Regions from separate parts of the Mus musculus genome. Here region 2 is linked to region 1. Evidence: chromatin contacts called from public Hi-C data. All regions are on one chromosome and are shown on one strand. The core of a region is the stretch at or near the end of the contact, and the rest is flanking DNA. Distances in the headings are between cores, read along the strand shown.

Region 1 (7,708 bases), core at 4,295-6,794:
AGCTCACTGCTACAAGTAAACCTGGTTCCATCGGACCCAACACCCTCTTTTAGCCTCCCAGGGCACCTGGACTCACATGCACAAATCCACATGGAGACATACACACATATATATAATTTTTAAAAATACAAGAAAAAAAATTAAAAGTATATACTAGTAGGTACCAGGAATTTTGTAGGTTTTATGAAATGGCACGTGTAAAATATTGTTTTATTCTTGTACTCTATTTTAACATTCTAATATATGTTTTTATGTATTTTCTAAATACAGTATTTTAGTCCCCTTTACTGCTGTAACTAAACTAATGTATAAACCACAACTACTGTTGCCTCTGGAAGAAACTTAAGAGATTATCCCTAAATTAAAAAGAAAAAAGAAACTTCCAATGGGCTCAGAACTTCCAGTGAGCCTGGCACTCCAAAAACATAGGCTGAAAGATTATGAGTCTAAGACCAGCCCTCCATAGATAGCAAGACTTTGTCACAATAAATACATAAAAAAATGGACATGTTGACTCCTGCCTGTAATCAAGAGTTCAAGTCCATGATAGGCTACAGAGCAAAGTTAGGGCAGCCTGTATTACACAGGGCCTTGTCCTGATAAGTTAAAACGAGGGCCTGGCCTGGTATTTATGAAGCCAAGGACTGTCCTCAATACTAATAAACTGCATGGTGCCACATGCCCATAATCTTAATTCCAACCCCCCAAGAGACGGAGGCAGGAGGTCATCTTTACCTACACAGAGAGTTTAAGCAAATGTGCAGGAGAGAAGCACAAGTTCAAGGCCATTGTGAGTTTCAGACCAGCCTGGCAGGACATAGTAAGGCCCTATACAAACAAGCAAAAACAAGCAAACAAACAGCTAGCTTAGAATTGGCAAATCCACAGAAGCAAAGTAAGTAGAGATTACCAGGTGGTATAGGGAAGGGAAGAGAGAGCCATTTTCCCTTTGGAATGTTGGAAACAACGATCATTGCATGTATTGCAATTTATGTAATCAGTGTTACTGAGCTGAACGTGTAAAAAATGATTTAAGAAATACAAAAGGAAGGTCTGAGGTGGCAAAATGGTTAAAACGTGTCATAATAGTTGGCCAACAAGACAAAAGAGAAAGGGGTCCACACTTCTATGGCCCCACAGCGTCACAGAGCTGAAACGCACATCCCTGTAACTGACCAGCCCGATGCAAGCTCCCTCCACCCTCCCAGACTCTTCCCTCAGGAGCTGCCTCTTCAGATCCTTCCTCTTCCAGCTCTTCCAGCTGCTGGGCCCATCTTGGCCTGAGGCCGAGCTGCTGGCCCAGCTCCACAAGCCTCTCTGGTTTCCTCCATGACTCATTCCCTTCTCTTAGTGGCCCAGTAGTCTCTGCCACGCACAGCCCTAACCTGCCCTGTCATCCTGAGCTCTGAGTCACCTGGCTCCAGCAGGACTTTCTGCTCAGACATTAGATGGACCAAGAGAAAGAGAAAGGACCTTGGGAAAATAAGAAGCACCCTCAGAAAATGTGCACCGCTCTTCATGAAACTGCCAGGGGGCTAGCCAGGGGGTGTGCCATCTGCTAAGGGCAGGAACTCTTGGGGCCCCTCTCTGGACATGCTTCCTCTTCTATAAGATAAGTGCTCACGCTGAGATCTCCAGGGGTGTTTTCCGTTCAGGGATTTTAAATAAAGATTCCAGGAGGCCATGGGTGTTCTCGCTTTGGTTTGGTGCTGGGGTCTGAACCAATGGTTTCTCCTATGCTAAGTGCACACTTTAACCACTGAGTCACAGTCCAGTCAGGGGTCCACAGTTTTGGACTAAGCATCTCCAACAGACCAAGCCAAAAAAAAAAAAAAAAAAAAAAATCAGAATGGAACCACTCACAGTAAAGTTCCAGTTACCAAGTGAAACCCATAGGTTTATCTGACTTTCTGAGAAATTAGCATTAGCGAGATAACACAGGATTTCCTGACAGACAGCATCAGTCAGAGCAGTAATGATGCTCCCCCTGCCTCCATCCTCACACAGGAGTAACCCGGACGGTAACTCACTCATCCATCGGCTCCCCATTGCTCTGTCACAAGAACGGAGCTGAAATCACCAGTCCATTTTGGGGGTTGTTTTTCTCTGCTGTCTTTGATCTGTTCATAAAACCAACTTCCTTCACTTGGACCACCACAAACTGACTGTGTTTTAGGGAGTGAAGCTTTGTTTGTTTTTATTTACCTTTTGTTTTGTTTTGTTTTTAAAGATGTATTTATTTATTATATGTAAGTACATTGTAGCTCTCTTCAGACACTCCAGAAGAGGGAGTCAGATCTTGTTACAGATGGTTGTGAGCCACCATGTGGTTGCTGGGATTTGAACTCCGGACCTTCAGAAGAGCAGTCGGGTGCTCTTACCCACTGAGCCATCTCACCAGCCCCTACCTTTTGTTTTAAGGCAGGGTCTCATACAGCCCAGTCTGGCTTCGAGTTCCTGATCCTCCAGTCTCCATCTCCCACATGCTGGGGTAGGAGATGCACACCACCATGCCTGCTTTCGAAGGCTATTGCTGCTGCTGCTGCTGCTGCTGCTGCTGCTGCTGCTGCTGCTGCTGCTGCTGCTGCTGCTATGAGATCTTGAATCCGGAGCCCTGTCCATCCTACAAGTGCTTTACCACTGAGCTTCATCGCCAGCCCGCATTTTACTTTTTGTGGCTGGATCTCATTAAATGACCTAAGCTGGCCTTGAACTCTAGGCCAGCACAGGCTACAGATGACCTAATTTCAAAAGAAAGAAAGAAAAGGAGTGGAGGAGAGTCCTCATGTGAATTGTTGACAGTGGGGAAACTTAAGAAAAAAAAAAAATGTTTTCCCCCAGTTCTGGGTACAGGTCCTTATCAGTGTAAACACACAGGTCGTGCCTCAGACACTGTGAGGGTAAACATGTCTTCTCAGTATAACATACAGGCTCCATACAAGCATGGTCCTGATCCACAGTATGACCAGAGTGCAGAAATCACACCTATAACTGATAGGCTAGGCTTATTAGATTGCAAGTGCCCTAGGCAAATTGGGCTCAAAGATGGACACACTGTCCCCTAAAATTCTCCTAACCCTTTATTTATTTATTTATTTATTTATTTATTTAATGTATTGAGTACACTGTATCTCATTCCATCCCAAAGATTTACTTATTACTATACATAAGTACACTGTAGCTGACTTCAGACACATCAGAAGAGGGCGTCAGATCTCATTACAGATGGTTGTGAGCCACCATGTGGTTGCTGGGATTTGAACTCAGGACCTTCAGAAGAACAGTCAGTGCTCTTAACTGCTGAGCCATCTCACCAGCCCCCAATTCTCCTAACCCTTAAAGGTTGACAGAGTTTCTCACTAAGGGATCTTGGTCTCCCCCTGTTGATTCCAGTCTTCAGTGAGCCGACTGTTAAGGGGCTGCAGTAGGAACATTTGACATAATACCCACCTAGAAATGTTGGTACTCTACAGTGTGATTGTCCTTTGAGACAGGGTCTCAGTAACCTAGACTCTGTCTCTGTCTTGTTCTTTCTCTTTCTCTCTTTCTCTCTCCTCCCTCTCCTCCTCCCTTTAGTTTTTCCGAGACAGACAGAGTTTCTCTGTGTATCCGTGTATCCTGGCTGTCCTGGAATTTGCTCTGTAGACTAGGCCAACCTTGAACTGACAAAGAACCACCTGTCTTTGCCTCCAAAGTGCAGGGATTAAAGGCGTGTGCCACCACGCCCAGTTCAAGGATCCCAGACTCTGGATCCTTCTGCCTTAGTCCCTGGAGTGCTGGTAATACGTGTCAACCATTATATATTATTTACACAGGAAAGACAAAAGAAAAGTAGAAAACACATAGATTGTGCTCTTCACGCTGTTATTACTCTTCACTTCGGCAGATGGAATTAGAATTGGGGAGATGGGCTGGTGAGATGGCTCAGCAGTTAAGAGCACTGACTGCTCTTCTGAAGGTCCTGAGTTCAAATCCCAGCAACCACATGGTGGCTCACAACCACCTGTAATGAGATCTGATGCCCTCTTCTGGTGTGTCTGAAGTCAGCTACGGTGTACTTATGTATAATAATAAATAAATCTTAAAAAAAGAAAAGAATTCGGGAGATGGAGTCAGAATTGACTTTCATCTAGGTTCAGATTATACTGCTTGTAACGATTCCTTTTATTTATTTATGAATCTCATTTGTGGCTTTTTGTTTGTTTGTTTGTTTGTTTGTTTTCCAAGAGAGGGGGTTTCTCTTTGTAACAGCCCCGGCTGTCCTGGACCTTGCTTCGTACACCAGGCTGGCCTTGCACTCACAGAGATCCACCTGCTTGTGCCTTTCAAGTGACAGGATTAAAGTCAAGCACTGCCACACCCAACTATGCTTTACATAACTAATGAGATTCAGCACTACTCATAAAAACAAGGAATTGAACTGATTTTGCAGTTCTCTCAAATCTTAAGATAAATAGACAGAGGTTGTAAAGGTTTGCTTGTTTTGTTTTGCTTTCCTTTTTCATTATTTGCATCAAGATGTCATGTAAGCCTGGCTAAACTGGAACTCACTATGTAGACCAGGCTAGACCGAACCCATAGAGCTCTGCCTGTTTCTGTCTCCCAGGTTCTAGTACCAAAGGCGTGCACAACCATGCCCAGCATAAAGGGATATTTTTATAATTTTTTTCTTTTTTCTTTTCCTTTGTTCTTTTTTTTCTCTTTTTAAAAATTTTTTTCTTTTTTAAAAATTTTTAGAAATATTTTTATAATTTAAATGGCAGGGTAAAAATATTAAATTGTCAGGACTGAATATACAGCTCAGCTTGTTGCACAAACGTGAGGTCCTGAGTGTGGTCCCCAGTACCTATGTAAGAAAAAGAAAAAAAAAAAAAGGTAGATGTGATGCCACACCCTTGAGGTCACAGCTCTCCGGAGGCAGACAGACTCCTAGAGCTTGGTGGCCGGTCAGCTGACTGAATCAGTTCCAGGTCAGTGAAGGACCTTCAGAAGCTGAGGTAGATGGCCCCTGAGGAACAACACCCAACCTTCGGGAACACCACACGCAAGAACATGCACACCCACATATGAAAAACCTAAGTAGAGATGTCTGCTTTCATTACAGATATAAAAGTGAACATGTACGTGGATAGGACTGCTAATAGGAATCTTCTCACGACATCAAGACAAGTGGGAGATGTGACCCCAGGCTTGTGCTTGTGTTATTTCAACTTCATCAGAATTCATCCTCTGTAGGTGAAGACTCACGGGAGAGCCTGAGATTTTTCTGGCTCTGACTCATTTTTCAAATTATAAAAATTCCCTCTTCTGTCCTGCTTTTCCTTTTTCTATGTTAGGGATGGAGCCAGGGTCTCCTAGATGCTATGCATAACAACCTCCTTCTTTTATCCACAGGCTGATAGGCCATCCCTAAAACACAGTCAGGCAAGCTGCTGACCTTTGGAAAGGGAATCAAAGGCTATATTGAGAAAGGACTTGTAACCAGGCTTGGCTGCTCCAGGAGTTATTTAGAGCAACCCCTTGCTCAGTTACATCCCAGTGTAGGGGCCACAGGGGTCATTGGGACATGCTGACAGCTGCTGTGTTCTGGGCACACAGAGGATCTGCACCAAGCTAGGTCTCGGGAAGGAAGCCATGGGACTTCCTCACAGGCTGTGCCAGGCAAGCACATGCCATTCAAACAGATCACTGCCCCCACAAGGCTAAAAAGAAAAGTCACTGCTAAATGGGCTCATGTCACCTGGCTCCAATCTCCAGAAGCAGCAGAAAATAAAGTGACAAATATTCAAATTGCGGTATATTCTAAGTGTTCATTATTTTATTGTATTATCTTACTTTCGAGATAGCTTCTCTATGTAGCACTGGCTGGCCTGGAACCTTTCTCTCTCTCTCTCTCTCTCTCTCTCTCTCTCTCTCTCATGTGTGTGTGTGTGTACATATACACATACATAACATACATACATACATACACTCACATAAATATACAATCAGTATGACCTCAAACTTGCAGCAATGCTCCTGCCTCTGTCTACTGAGTGCTTCGTGCACGCAGTACCCTATTGAGATAGGGTTTCTCTGTATACCCTTGGCTGTCCTGAACTTCTTCTGTAGACCAGACTGGCTTCAAACTTAGAGATCCACCTGCCTCTGCCTCCTGAGTGCTGGGATTAAAGGCGTGCACCACCGCATAATAATAGTGTTCTTTTTTTTTTAATAGTGTTCTTAAAAAAATATGACAACTGTGTATGTGTTGAAAGTATGCATACCTGGGAACAAATGAGTGTACAAGGTCAAAGATGGACATTGCATATCTGCCTCAGTCAATCTACCTTTGTAAAGGGAATCTCATTTATTTATTTTTCAATGTGTGTTTTGCCTGCATGTATATGTGTAGCATTTCATGCAGTACTCCAGTAGACCACAAGAGGATGTCAGAACCTTCTAGAACTGGAATTACAGGCAGTTGTGAGCTGCCCCGTGGTGCTGAGAACCGAACCCAGATTCTTTGCAACAGAGCAAATGTTTTTATCTGCTGAGCCATCTCTCTAGCCCCACTTTCCAGCTCCCTCCACACCCTCATGAGACAGGGTTTCTCTGTATAGCTCTGGCTGTCCTAGAACTAACTCTGTGGAGCTGACTGGTCTTGAATATAAAGATCTACTTGGCCTTGCCTCTCAAGTGCTGTGAATAAAGGTGAGTCAGTTTCCATGGACCTGGAGCTCACTGATTAAACTGTCTGGCCACAGAGATTCAGAGATCTGCCAGCCTCTGTCTCCTGAGCCTTGGGATCACAGTCACTCAACACCTGTAGCTGGGGATCCGAACTCAGGGTCTCCTGCTTGCATGGCAAACACTCTAGTGACTGAGCCATCTCCCCAGCCCCAAAAGTGCTCTCCTAAAAAAAAATCAATTATATATAAATAATATATATATGTATATATGTGTGTGCATACTTAAGTATATACATATATGCATATACCTTTATGGATATGTAAGAAAGATAGGAAATGGGATGAGCTTATTTGTTTGTTTACTTTGAGACAGACTTTCACCATGTGATCCACGCTGGCATTACACTCACAGGAATCCTCTACCTCACCATCCCAAGAGCTAGGATGACAGGTTTGAACTGTCACATCTGGCAAGCTTGTTTTTAAGTAGTATGTTGGTTACGTTATTGGGAGTGTGGTCATGATTGAAGGAGAGCATGCCAGGCATAAGTGTTGCCACTTGCCCACCCTCCCAACACAAGGATTTTGTCTTTTGACCTTTCTAGGTAAAGCACATCAGATTTTAAAGTAACAGCACCAAGAGGTAGTTTAAAAACATTCTAATAAATTCAGAAGAAAGTACTTTATGGACTCTGTATATGTTATATGCAATATATGCCAGGTGTTGGTTTGAAACAAGAATACAAGTTCAGGGTAATATGAGACACATCTTCTTTTAGTTCTTTGAGTGTGTCTCTGACTCACCAACAGCCTTTTATGGAGATCATGGTCTTGGAGAATGCACGGTCTGGCCACTTGCCCCTGGCAGGCCCTGCAGTGGGAAACCAGATCTGCATGGAGCCAATGGAGGCTGTGACTCAGAAGGAAAGGACTCTGTTGGGAACTGCAGTCTCATGCCTTGTGGGGACTCTAAGCTATATCCTCCATGCAAGGTGGAGATAGTAATAGAGCCTTTACAGGGTTGTACAGGGTAGCCA
Region 2 (7,519 bases), core at 2,268-4,767, 860 kb after region 1:
AATGAAAATGTAAGGTGAGGTTGAGAGTTTCAGGGACAGAGGACAGGGGACAGAGAGGAAGGGCAGAGAGGATGGATAGGAAGATAGGGAGTGGTTCAGAGGCAGGCAAACGGAACTGCAGGGAACAGGGAAGAACTGGGCTTGTAGCTCCCATTGGGGGAGGGGTAACCATGTCACCAGAACGGAGCTGGCGATATAGAGTGGATTTTTATTTAATATTATATGTGCAACACTTACAGGTAACGTTTTCTTAATTCTTACACTTTGGGGTTGGGATAGATTACTTCATAGGGCAAGGAGAAAAGGGAAGGGAATTCACCGAGATTATTCACACATCAAATGTAGCATATTGATTAAAGATCTGTGTCTGTTCTGGGGAAAGTGGGAAAAAGCATCACCCATACCGCCCCAGGTGACAAGCTGCCCCACTCAGACTCCAGATGCTGGCAACTTCAGCTCCTAGTTCCTTGGCAAGTTCCCTCTGATGGGCAGGGCCACAGTTGGGGTCAAGAGGTCCTATATTCTCCTGCACTGGGCATCCATGGTTGCTCCTTGCCCTGGAGTCAACCTTTTTGTTCCTTTCACCAAGTGGCCCTCAGTCCCTACAAAGTGCAACTTTGAATCAGGAGAGAGAGAGTCAGGAATGGCAAGCACACTGGGTGGGAGTCCCGCTGTCCAGAGGACAATGCTCATTTGGTGATGGAGACGCCCCTACAGTGCTTGTGCGCTTCTTGTGACAGAGGCTGGAGTGCACTCTGTAATTACAGGATTACCCAGCGCTGCCCTGACCTGCTGGCTCCAGGCAGAAGTGCCTCTCTTCATCTGCCTGGAGAAGATGCTAAGTGGATGGGGCTGAGCCAGACCCAACCGCGCTCTCTTCTCCAGAATGATGGTCTCCTCCTGTTCCATGCACTTGGTCTCTAGGTTGTTCCTTCATGCTTTGTTCTCTGAGGCCACTGTGACACCATTGGAGGGAGCCTCTAGCACCTGATGGCTGGCTGGCGTCTAGCTTTAAGCCTTAGGTTTGGGCAAGTGTTGAACCTCTCCATTGCTGTCAGTATTTGTAGATAGCCACATGGCTGAGACTCCAGATCCCAAGCCCTGCCATGGCCTTGTTAGACAAGCCCTCCCTCTCCTCCATCTCTAACCTCTCGTGAAGGCCAGGCTAAAACCCAGTGCCAACCCCACCATCCTCAAGATTTTTTCTGTGGCGCTGTGGAGTGTAGGGCGGGGCTGTGAGGGGGGTGCATGGGCCATGGGCTGGCAAGGGCGGTGTTTGCAAACCAGGCTCACTGGTGGCTCTGTGATAAGCATGAGCCCAGTCGCTCACAGCTCTTCTCCAGCTCCCCAGAGTTGGGCTGTCCCGAGGGACCTCTGTGCCTCCTTTCCCCGACCACCTTGGTTCCTCCTCCCTCTGCCTTCTCTCTCTGTCTGGAGTAGTGCCAGTACCAACCTGAAACACTTCCTCCCACCTATGCAAATCTATCTGGGGAAGAAGCCACTTGCTAGAAGCTAATTCAGACGCCACAGTCCTTCTTCCTCCTGCCACCCCATAGCACCCGCCTCACACTGGGCAGGCACGTGGCTATCCAGGATAAGGATCCCTCCCAGCCATCTGGAGCTAGCTAGATGCAGAGATGAAGAACTTGCACATCGTCACCATGTCCACCTCTTCCTACTGGTAGACATTTTGTTCTCGGAGGTCAGCCTGGCTGCTGCTTCTCCCCAGGCAGGCTGTAAGCCAGGTCTTTGCCTCTTTCTTGCTTCCCAGTTTGCACGTCCTGCGATCAGGTCATCTGCTTTCAGATTATGTCAACGTCTCCATTTCCCTGTACCAATTCTGAACGTATGCCACTTGGGGCTAGGCGTCACCGCTCCACCTTATTTGCTTAGCTGACACGGGCCTAGGGTATCTTCACATAGGCTCTTCTGCCATACTTTCTGGTGACATCACCTCCATGAGGATCAGGGTGGCCCAGCTCTGGCACATGAGTTGCATGATGGGCACTGGCTGCTTAGGCTTGCCCCGGCCTTCTCTGCTTTTCCTCTGTGTCGCCCAGGCTCCTACTCACAGGTCACTTAGTGTGGTCATTTCCACTCACCAGGCATAGAGCAGGTGGAGGGAGGGAGGCCATGGGCACTCTTCCAGGGAGGGTGTGTGTGTGTGTGTGTGTGTAGAGCTGCCATGTGGCAAAGGCTAGGGAGAGGAGGGATCCTGTGAAGCCATGGTTGGCATTGCCCCAAAGGCTGGTTGGTGCTGGATCTCAGCCCTTGCCCTTTCACCCAGTGTCCTCAGGAGCGTTTGTCTGTCTTCTAGAAGGAAAGACAGGGCAGAGGTGCCAAATGGAAAGCCAGGCAGAGTTGAAGCCACAGATCTGTGTCTTCACTGCTTCACTGCTGGCTGGCTGGGGACATTGGGCGTGACATGAGAGGCAAGGAAGGCCATCCCAGAAGCGGTGGAGTCGAAGAAGACTGAGGTTGTCCCTGCCTGATGGTGACGGACATGGAGAGAGGGGAGGATCTACAGAGTCCCACTGCTTGACAGGAGAGCCTGCACCACTCAGGGGCCCAGTGGGCACATGTCTCCTGGGCACTTAGTCCCTGCTCAGGAAATGCTGGGCTGCTCTGAGCCTACAGGTCCCCAAGTCATTTGGGAACACTCAGTGGAGTGGATCTGAAGTGAATCAGTAGGAGAAATGGAGAGTGGGCTCTCATAGCCCAGAATGGCCAGCCAACCACATAACATTTGTGAAGAAAGCAGCCATGGTTCACTCTGTCTACTCGCCACGGGAGGGAAGACATAGGCTTTGCTGTAACACCTGTTGTTACCCACCCCACCCCCAACCCTGAGAACTTTGGCCCTACTGTGCACAGTCCAGCAGCGCTGCTATTTTTAATCCCTTACCTCCATTTAGAAGCACCTCCGTATTCTTTTGCCTATTTTAAGAATTTCCACAAGTTCCTTCCCCTCATCGGAAGCTGTTATTTTTCCTGCTGGTGCATTAGCACAGCAAACCGTCTTGCTTTTAAGTAGGGCATCCCTTCTGGGCAATTTTCTTTTTTTTAAAGACTGTTGGAATGGCAGAGATTTTTCTGATGAGAAGAGTGGAGGCTGCCGCCGTGCTGAGGTTGGTTTTTCCGACCGCTTAAGGGATAAATTCCCCCAGTGGCTCTAAGAATGTTCTGCAGATACAAATCTGGCTTTGTTTGCTGATGGAGTCTGAGAGGGCAGGTAGCAAAATAAGCCCCTTTGTGAATGGAAGCCTTGTCCACCACAGTCTGTCGGCACCTTTAGGTTCGGCTCGCAATCCCAGGGGCACTCTGACCATGCCAGTGACCCAGGCTCTTGATGTCTTTGTGTAAAGAGGTAAAATGGTCTTTAGTGGTGCAAGTTTTCACAGCTGAGATTACAAGATGACCCTTGACCCACATTTTAGAGTCATCCAAGGTTCCTGTTGGGAGGAGGCTCTTTTCAGTTCTCAGAGCCATGTTAGTGTGGGGGCGGGGCGGGGCGGGCCCGGAATGCTCATGGGTGAAACACTGTGCTCTGTGTGTCTGAGGGCTTCATAAAGAGCCAGGTGCCACAGGCTCTCCTGCCAGGCCTACCAATCCCTTGGTGCTGCTGGCCGCCCGGTTCTAGTCTCATTTACCAAATCCTTGTGGCCTCAGCGAAGAGAGAGAGGTGAGGTCCACATTAGATTCTTTATGTTTGATCTTAGCATTCTCAGCATGCAGGAAGAGAGGAAGGGAAAGCAAGCAGGAGGGAAGGAAGAGACAGGGAAGGAAGGAAAGGGTGGGAGGGAGAGAGGGATGAAATACAGAAGGAAATGGAAGAAAGAAGAGGAGGACCTAAAAGTTGGGAAAGCACAGATTTGAGCATGGAATGTCTTTATAATCGCAGGCAAGGGGACTTGCAGGAGACTTCTGGAGAGTTAAAGGGTGTGCTGGTTCGCTGTCAATAAAAACTGGGTCACCAGGGAAGAGGGAACCTCACTTGAGAAATACCTTCCTAGTATTGGCCTATAAGCAAGTCTTTGGAGGTGTTTTCTTGGTCACTAACTGGTCCCTGCCCACCCTGGTGCGTCTCCCAGGGTAGGTGGTTCTGGATGGTATAAGAAAGTAAACTGAGCAAGCCATGCGGAGCAAGCCAGTAAGCAGCACCCCTCCATGGCCTTTGCTTTCGGTTCCTGCTTCCAGGCTCCTGCCCTGGCTTCCCTCAGTGATGGAGGGTGGCCTGAGAGTTGTGAGCTAAGATAAACCCACTTTTGCTCAAGTAGCCTTTGGTCATGATGGTTATCATAGCAGAGGAAAGTGAAATCGGACTAGGGGGGTGGAGTTTGTGGAAGGTGGAGGAAATGAAGAAACTGTGTTGTTGGCCATCCATAGCCTTTGGCTGAAGTTCCCTCCTCAAAGCAGGCCAGTTTCCCGGGCTGTTCACAGGCCGCTGACTGTGGGCATTTGCCTTCCATCACGCTCCACTTTCCTCTGCCTCGCAGCACTGGGTCCAGACCTAGAGACACTACAGTCATGACTGTTCTCCTGTGCGACTTTATAAGATAGTCTAGGTGCTGAAGAACCTTGCTGCTGACTCCTCTCCCTTGCTCTCTGCATCCCCTGCTTGCTTCTCGTGATACCATCCAGTGATTTTTGTGGAGTAAGCTTCCTGGCTTCCACATGTGAGGGGGAGCATTCAATACATGGCTGTCTGTGCCTGGCTCAGTTCATCTAACACGGCGTCCCACAGTTCCATCCACATTGCCGCAGATGGTACCGTTTCGTCCCTTTTCATGGCTGGGTAATATTCACTATATCTTCTTTGTCCATCCATTCTACTCAGTGAACAAGAGCTTGCTATGAGTCTCTCTCTGCTGTACTGGTTTCTTCTTTTGCAGGGACATACCTAGGGATGGTCTACAGATGGGTCATGTAGTAGTTCTGTTTCTAGTGTCTTGTGGATGCCCCCCTCACCTTCTACTGGCCACACTAATGTATATTCCTACCAAGAGCATGTGGCCAGCATCTGTATTTTGTTTTTATTCATCACTGTTATGATTATTTGACCCACGTGTGGGGTACTGTGTGATCTCTCAGTACTTCTTTGTTGTCTGGAAGGAGAGCGAGACAGCTCCAGAGGACCACATGTAGCAGTCGGGTGTAGCACTGATGGGACTGGTTTTCAGTGGCCCCGGTGTGACACACGCTCAGTCTACATCTGTGTCTTTCTCCTTCATCATGTGGAAATGCTGGCGATGCATGGGGTCAGGTGAGGCTGTCACTACGGTGGCACTCACTAGGTCTTGAGTGGGCAGAGTGTCAACGAGCATCTTTGCTAATGTTCTGTTGCCGTGACTCAGTGAATGGTTGGGGGTTGTTGGTCTGTGAGGGCTCCACCTGACAGGTGTCTGTTGTCCTTGGCTGGACCTTTGAGGTCTGTTGTAGTGGCTGGCCTGTGAGTAGGGCAGGCTGTGAAGGTGCTTGCTGGTTGCAGATGGCTTTACCCACCAGCTCAGCAGTTGGAGGCTGTGGTAGGACCACCCCAGTGCTTCTCCGTCTGGCCTTATCCTTCAGCCTAGCTCAGACTTGTTCTGGGGATAGCAGTATTTCAGGGGTCTGTAAGCCAGCTTTCTGGAACTATGTCCTATATCTGAGACAAGTCAAATTAAAAGAAGGAAAAGGTTTATTCTGGTTTATCCTGGTTTCCATGCAGGGTTGCATGGCCCAGCAGCTGTGGGCCTGTGAGAGCCCAGAGCCATGGTGAGCATCACAGAGAGCCCAGAGTTCATCACTCGTGAGCTGCTCCAGGGCAGGATTCATCTCACATGTTTGCTCCATCTTCTCCAGTGTCCTCCCCCACTCCTAGAACACATTAGGACACCAAAGTGTTTGTTAAAACTCATGAGTCCGCCTCCCTGTGTTCTCAGTGGGATGACTGGCCATTCCTAGAGCCTCCAAGGCTGTTGAGTTTTAGGACAGGAGGCATTGTACTCAGAAGGGATAGACTATGGGTGTCATTTCAGGAGTGGGGACATTGAGAAGAGCCCTGCACTAGGTAGCAGCCCTTGACCAACCTTGCTGTGAGGTGGGCCGCTGCCTGGGAAGACTCGTGTGTGTGTGTGTGTGTGTGTGTGTGTGTGTGTGTGTGTGTGTGTGTGTGTGTAGATGCAGATTACAGCTGCTTTCCATTCCTGCCTGGGAACCAGATGGATAGCAGGACCTAGGGGTGGACTTTGCTGTCCTATTTTAACAGGAGGGTAGACTTCGCATGTAACTGTACCTTGCAAGAGAGCAGGGGAGGGTCCACAAACACACTGGACCATCCTCTTCTATGGCACAGTTTTCTCCAGGCACCTCCCCTGTGTCGAGTTTCTCTGTGGAGATGCCGTGGTGGTCAGGGAGACAGTGCCAGGCCTCTGGGGAGTCTGCTAGGAAGAGTTAGGATTCTGTGTTGGTGCTTGAGGGAGAAACTCAGGCAGGTTTCATCTGGGTCTTAGCGGTAAAAAAAAAAGGAACCACTTTTTTATTGTCATGGAGGTGGGAAGAGAAATGGGAACCTTTGAAACTGAAACGCGCTTTGGAAATGAGTCCTACTACGCGGCAGGTAAACATGGAGTGAGTGATGTTTTTTTGTGGGGGGGGGGTGCACAGATAGGAACAGCTGATGTATTTGTGTGCATGGATACCTCTAACAAAATGCCACAGACCGTTGGCTTTAAAAATTGAAATTGATTTCCTGACAGTTTTGGAGCTTGGCAGTCCTAGATCAAGGTGTGGGCGGGGCTGGCTTCTCGGAGGCCACCGCCCCCTGAGTACAGAAGGCAGCCTTCTCGCTGTGTCCCACACCCCTGCACATTTGGTTCATTCTGCTTAATTTTAACAGCCTGTTTAACTTGTGCGGTGATTTGGGCCTGGTGTGTGGGCCTGGGTGGAAGCTGTCAGAGTCTCAGGGCACTTGAGGTTGGTTGTTGCGGACGGCGCCGTACATTCAAAGCGACGGGAAGGATCTTCCCAGCTCCATATGGCTGAGTTTTTAGACTTGGATGAGCAGCCTGCCTTTCCACATCTGTGCTTCTCTGGGGGACCCTGGGGAAAACCCCAGCCTGTGGGGCTGTCCCTTGCTGTGCTGTCTCAGTCCAAGACAAGGGCAGTGGCAGGCAAAAGTTGGGAGCATTCCAGAAGTCACCCCTGTCTCTAGAAAGTGCGGCCCTGGCTTGGCCTTCCTGGGGTTTCCCCACCCCTTCTGGCTTATTTTCAGCCCCAGGGATGCGTGGGGCTCAGAGTTGCTCTTAATAAGACATAAATTCTCTTTGTCTTCCTCAGTGTTGTCTGCAGCCAACGTTGGTGGTCAAGCTCACTGATGGCTGACAAGACAGAATGTTCTGGATGGTTCCCAGACACAGTCTTCCTTCTTGTTTCCGGGATGGGTCATACCACTCGAGGCTGCAGCACCCATCTGACAGTCACAACAGGACAAGAGTGATGGCAGTAAAGAGTAGGGAGAGGCTGGGAGCCCTCAGCCTCT

What was found. Hi-C and Micro-C count contacts between places; a contact is called where the count stands out from the background.
Region 2: a Hi-C map of liver shows a contact between it and region 1, with 2.5 times the contacts expected there. The contact joins two enhancer-like sites. A contact is called at or near these places in 1 of 39 promoter capture datasets (cranial neural crest) and 1 of 484 Hi-C or Micro-C datasets (liver).

The regions. Positions count from the first base shown.
Region 1 is chr6:87,867,742-87,875,449 of GRCm38.p6, forward strand. No RefSeq gene overlaps it. Among named protein-coding and RNA genes, the nearest start is that of Copg1, 16 kb to the right of the region's middle. Within about 2 kb of position 5,545, at least 24 of the 459 cell types and tissues checked have an H3K27ac peak or open chromatin away from gene starts, as enhancers often do. A contact at or near this core is called in liver, where this site is marked.
Region 2 is chr6:88,730,009-88,737,527 of GRCm38.p6, forward strand. The region is part of intron 2 of Mgll (monoglyceride lipase); the gene reads left to right. Gm26588 (a long non-coding RNA gene) reads right to left here. Exons shown (of 5, transcript XR_377840.3): 2 at 1-7,519. Among named protein-coding and RNA genes, the nearest start is that of Gm26588, 8.8 kb to the right of the region's middle. Within about 2 kb of position 3,518, at least 62 of the 459 cell types and tissues checked have an H3K27ac peak or open chromatin away from gene starts, as enhancers often do. A contact at or near this core is called in liver, where this site is marked.